2 separate regions of the Zea mays genome follow, and region 2 is linked to region 1. Evidence: chromatin contacts called from public Hi-C data. All regions are on one chromosome and are shown on one strand. The core of a region is the stretch at or near the end of the contact, and the rest is flanking DNA. Distances in the headings are between cores, read along the strand shown. Region 1 has its middle 11 kb from the start of LOC103653916. Region 2 holds the start of LOC103653918 (heavy metal-associated isoprenylated plant protein 45).

The links. A called contact is a pair of places that touch in the nucleus more often than the background predicts.
Region 2: a Hi-C map of tassel shows a contact between it and region 1, with 2.5 times the contacts expected there. The contact joins the promoter of LOC103653918 here to the enhancer-like site in region 1. A contact is called at or near these places in 3 of 25 Hi-C or Micro-C datasets (ear, leaf and tassel).

What each region holds. Positions count from the first base shown.
Region 1 is chr4:161,539,273-161,542,199 of Zm-B73-REFERENCE-NAM-5.0, forward strand. No RefSeq gene overlaps it. Among protein-coding and RNA genes, the nearest start is that of LOC103653916, 11 kb to the right of the region's middle. Within about 2 kb of position 1,474, at least 16 of the 20 cell types and tissues checked have an H3K27ac peak or open chromatin away from gene starts, as enhancers often do. A contact at or near this core is called in ear, leaf and tassel, where this site is marked.
Region 2 is chr4:161,709,741-161,712,667 of Zm-B73-REFERENCE-NAM-5.0, forward strand. LOC103653918 (heavy metal-associated isoprenylated plant protein 45) reads left to right here and starts at 1,530. Exons shown (of 3, transcript XM_008680723.4): 1 at 1,530-2,159; 2 at 2,271-2,346; 3 at 2,461-2,927. The coding sequence starts at 2,106. The coding sequence ends at 2,783.

The sequences.
Region 1 (2,927 bases), core at 224-2,723:
ACATGCCACCAATTATCTACTATCGATTTGGCTAGGTAAATTTTCAAATAAAGATGAACTCATTCAAAATTTTCAACATGGGTGCAAGGCTTGCCTGAAATCTTCCATTGGCCACATGAGCATGTTTTCCTGTCAAGATCCACTCCATGTCTCCAAGGTGTGTTGTCCCTAGTTAATCCAGATACTTCGGCCTTAAGACCACCACTTCCTGTGATTGTATATTTCAAGGATCTGCTCTTAATGTTCAGCCCACTGATAACACTAGGAAGTACTCGTCCGGTTAGCCTCGCAGCTATCTTTCGTCAGCTCCTGTTGGATCATCTCCTTCTGCATCAAAACCAAGATCCATATAGTGCTCCACCTCTTCCTCCTCTGCTCTTTTAGGACCAGCTGCTGTGAGGCCATGTTCTGGTTCCTCCGCCCACAATAAACCATTATTTTCAGCCATCACTTCAATTGGAAGCTTGTTTTGCCTATATAATATTGTCAGAAACAAATGTTGCCGTTTCTCTGGAATGGATGTGGCCAAATTGATCAAGGTTTGGTTCAGGAAAATAAGGATGTCAGTTTTTTTTTTAAAAAAAAATCCTAACAAACCAATTGACGTTAATTCTCTTGGGTATCGTTTCGGCAGAAGTGGAAGACACTGCTCACCATGCCACCACTAACTGGATGAATGATTTTGTGTCAAATGTGAGTATGCCGAACGACGTATGGACTCTATGAGACTGGTCCTAAAATTGTTTGATTGTAGCAAGGTTGTTGGTGATTAATTTAATGCCGTTGATGACTTGATGTGTGGACAACGGGACATCTAGCCACATCTCTCATGCATGATTGGTGCGGTGCGATCATATACAGGTTGCATCTAGAATTCCACAAGGTTAACAGGACTAATAAGATTGGCTAGACGATAAACAGGAAGGCGACACCATGTTGGCCCAATAGGTACGCATGACCATAAGGCCCACAGACTTGGGTATGATTCAACTATGCGGCAGGCCGGTTTACTCAGACATACGATGGGCCGTCAGCAGTCGAATTCAATAACTCCCATTGCACGCCGTCGGTCTGACCTTGTCCAACCCCACCCCCCCCCCCCCCCCCCCCCCCTTTTTTTTAGAACGCCATGTCTTCGTCTTCACTTGAATATTCTAGGTCTGAGCAGGTTTGTAACAAGCGTATTTACGAGAAAATAAAAATCATTATAGGAATTTTAGATGATGAATAGATTAAAACAAATTATGCTGAATAAGCCTGGACTAAATTATAGTTATTATCGGATTGGCTCATTGGTTTATGACGGTCTAGTGTGACCAGTGACTCCATCACATCAGGCGTGCAGCGAAGTAAAAGCGATAAGCAAGGGAGGCAAGCTGAAATTAACTGCGCCAATGAGTACACATTGGTGTGGGATACCATACCACGGCTGCAGCCTGTCGCACCCGGCTGCGCCACCGTCCTCGCATCGCAGGGGCCCTGCCACTGCCACCTCGAGCAATCCAAATGCATCGCTCAAGCGTCCCGTGCAGATGGGTAGGGAGCTAGGCAGAGGAGCAGAGGGACGGACGGTGTGTGTGGCCGAATTCAATAACAAAGCTAAGCTGTTATGTAGAGATAGTATGGGACTTTAGTCCCACGTCGCTCATCTAGATAGAAGAATTAGCTTATATGTGGTGTGGGAGTGTTCGCTACTCTTCACATAATACAAATAAAGAGCTATGAAGGCTGCCACACGTGCACACGCTCGCTCGCGCTACGCGTTATTTATCGTGTGACTTGTGACTTGCGACGATGCGCGATCGCGTCGTGACGAGTTCTAAACGACGTTACGTGCGAGATCTCCAGACGGTTGCACGTCGAGATATTTCAGAGGGCGGTTCCTGGAATTTAGCAGATCGAATCAAGGGGTGCGGCGGCTCGTCTATAAAGGGTAGACGTCCTTCAGTCGGAGGTGAGAGCACCTAGAGGGGGGTGAATAGGTGATCCTGTAAAACTTAAAACTTACACAAAAACTTGTTTAGGCGATAGCACAGTAATTTGCCAAGTGGCTAGAGAAAGATCTCAACACAACACAATAACCAAGAGATATCAATCACAGAGATGGCACGGTGGTTATCCCGTGGTTCGGCCAAGACCAACGCTTGCCTACTCCACGTTGTGGCGTCCCAATGGACGAGGGTTGCAATCAACCCCTCTCAAGCGGTCCAAAGACCAACTTGAATACCACGGTGTTGCTTTGCTTTTCTTAATCCCGTTTGCGAGGAATCTCCACAGCTTGGAGCCTCTCGCCCTTACAAAAGATGTTCACAAAGAATCACGGAGCAAGGGAGGGATTAGCAACTCACACACGACACAAAGATCACAGCGAATACGCACACACAAAACCCAGACTTGAGCTCAAGAGACTAGCACACTAGAACGGAGCTCAAATCACTAGAATGTCGAATAAGTGCGCAAGAATGAAGTGTGAGTGATCAACAATGCTCAAAGGATGCTTGGGTGTACTCCTCCATGCGCCTAGGGGTCCCTTTTATAGCCCCAAGGCAGCTAGGAGCCGTTGAGAGCAATCAGGGAAGGCAATTCTTGCCTTCTGTCGTCTGGCGCACCGGACAGTCCGGTGCCCGATTTCCTTCCTTAAATAGCGAAGCCGACCGTTGCGGATTTGAGAGCCGTTGGCGCACCGGACATGTCCGGTGCACACCGGACAGTCCGGTGCCTTCTTCTAGCCGTTGGCTCGGCCACGTGTCCCGCGCAGATTGCGCGGCCGACCGTTGGCTCACCGGACAGTCCGGTGCACACCGGACAGTCCGGTGAATTTTAGCCGTACGTCGCCGGTGAATTCCCGAGAGCGGCCAGTTCGCTCGAACCAGCCTGACGCACCGGACACTGTCCGGTGCACCACCGGACAGTCCGGTGCTCCCAGA
Region 2 (2,927 bases), core at 280-2,779, 170 kb after region 1:
ATATCAAAGTAACACACATCAGGAGCCATAGAACTACAATTGCTGAAGTATCTGTGTCCTCATCATGATCCAGAGAAGAGCTTTCTGCCATACCCAAGTTATAGAACAGATGCTTCGATGTTGTGCTTGCTCCTTTGACCCATCTATGTACCTACCTACCTAGTACACATAGCAGATGAATGAACATAAGCATTAATAATATTTCATATGCTGCTAACTGAATCAGTTCAGTTAAAAGAAGGCCGAGCATCATTGTCCTTCGATCAGGTCAATACTTTTAGATAAGAACGTACGTGAACAGCAAGATGAGGACACTTCAACAAATAACAAGACGTGAACAGCAAGATCATGAGATATGACTATATGAGGCCAATTCTCCCAGGTAGCCTGCTCACGCGCGTCCTTACTCTTCACCAAAAAAAAACACACATCCATCTGCATATTGCAACAATATTAATATACTCATAGTAGCAGCAGTGCAGCTGCAACTACTAGGCGATAGACTGATAATGATCTCTGACTTGAACAAGCTTAAATTATATCGCTAAAAGTTTTTTTTTCCTAAAGAAAGGTAGCCATAAGTAAAAGGCAAAGACATGCCATCTGGCAATCTCCCTGAAGACTCCAACAGACATCGTAATAAAACTCACTGCATTCAAGCATTTAACTAACATCAGCACCATCTGCATAATAGAAAATTTAAAAGTTTACAAGTGTACTTTGTCAACCAGGTTAACCTTGTGCCCACTGATTGTTGAAATTCATTAACTTTATAGTCCAGTTCTCCGGGAAAGCATTACTGCAGGTTGGCTATTTCAGTTTCAGACTATGATATGAATACAGAGAACACACAGAATCACATCGATTCAATCTATCAAATGGTTTAAGATTAATACTCTGAACTTTCTTTGTTTCCCAAATTTGTTGGGAGCAACTGGGAAAGAGAAACGAACAAACATATAGTTTGACCTGAAATTCAGTTTCCTTTACCACTGACAGCAAGTTCATGGGTGCAGTCAAAGCTCTTGGTCTCTTGGGTGGAGTTAGCCGGAGGTATAAATGGCCGGCTTCTGCAGCTTCTACACTATAAATTGCAGCTGCCGCAATTCAAACAACTAGCTATAATCTAAAACAAACATTGATTGATATTTTCATGGTTTATACTACCCTATTTTTAAATTTTTATCGTCCACTAATTTATTTTTGAAAAAACTAAAACACGGTAAATAAAAAAACCGAGGGAGAGTGTCTCTTTGCATCATCTCTGTATAAAGGTCGAAGACAAACAGATACAAATTTGTTGTGGTTTTTCACTTACAAAATTACGCATCTGCGCCATAATATTATGAAATAACTGCGGACTTAATTTCAGAACAAGTATCTGATTATGATATGACTAAAGCAATACCTATAATGTTTACATCTGGGCCGGTAGTTTATTAATACAGTAGAAGTGTTTTCTTGCTTATACAGTGCAATTAATTAGTCCTCAGGTATTTTATATAACTAATGGTTACATCGTCATTGCTGGATTAACTTATATATTTTTTTCATAATTACTTACTTTACATTAAGAAAGAATACAGAATAACTTATGTCTTTATCTCTCATGCGTTATTTTTATCGTATTATTTTCTAGTAAGAAAAAAACAAGATTTTTATACCTTTTTCATGCCTCAACTTTGTCCAGGAAAAAAAAGAGATATCTTCGATAGAGGTCAGATTGATCCCAGCAAAAGCAATCAGCCTGGCGACCGAAACCGATCGGACATGGGCCAAAAATCTCATCCATTATCTGGCCCTGCCGGTGATACGACATTGTTCTGCACCCAAGATGTCGAGGCCCTTCCCGGCCAACAGATATCTTTTCCCGGAGAACAATATTTGCTCGTGGCGCATATATCCCCGTCCCTGGCCTCGCGTATTGGGAGACGCCGTGCTGCTTTGGAATGGGCGAACTGCGATCGGTGTCGCTCTCGTGCAACTTACCGTGAACGTCGGCCTCCTATCGCTCGCGGCAGTATTTATACGCTTCGTCCCAGCTGCACTCCTCCACCGCCGCCCATCGATCCAAGCCGGCGGTCGGCTTGGACGGTGGCTGGAAAATGCTTCGCTTTTGGAGGACGCAGAGGAGCACCACCTCGTCGAACGCGTTGTCGGTGAGTGACCCCATTTGTGAATGAGAAAGCAGAGAAGACGGTAGCTTCTCTTCATCTCTTGTTCTCTCTCTCTCTCAGCCTCATGGCTTTGCATTTCTGTGGCTATGCTAGGTCGTGGAGATGAACGTGCACATGGACTGCGACGGCTGCGAGAAGCGAGTGAGGAAGGCCATGTCCCAGCTGGAAGGCACGCACGACTGATTCCATTCCTCCATCCTGTTCATCAGAAATATATACCAACAAAACCCAATTCCGATCCATCAGGAGTATGCATGACAGATATGCTAGCTGTGCAGTGCAGGAGTGAGCTCGGTGGAGATCGACATGGATCGGCAGAAGGTGACAGTGACAGGGTACGTGGACCGGCGGGAGGCGCTGCGCGCGGCGCGGCGGACCGGCAGGGCGGCGGAGTTCTGGCCGTGGCCGTACGACGGCGAGTACTACCCGTTCGCGATCCAGTACCTGGAGGACAACACGTACATGGCCACCAACAAGTACTACCGCCACGGCTACAACGACCCCACGATCGGATCCTACCCCTGCCACGCCTTCACGCATGTCCTCGACGACGACGCGCTCGCCGTCTTCCACGACGACAATGTCCACGCCTGCGCCGTGATGTGATGTACGTGATGCGAAGAAGAAGAAGAAGAAGAAGACAGTATGCGCGTAGTACTCACTGCTGGTATGTGGTATTCACATGTAAAACCTGATTTCACTACGACCTCGAAGAAAGGAGAGTTAATTCCATCTTCTCGCAAAAGAGAG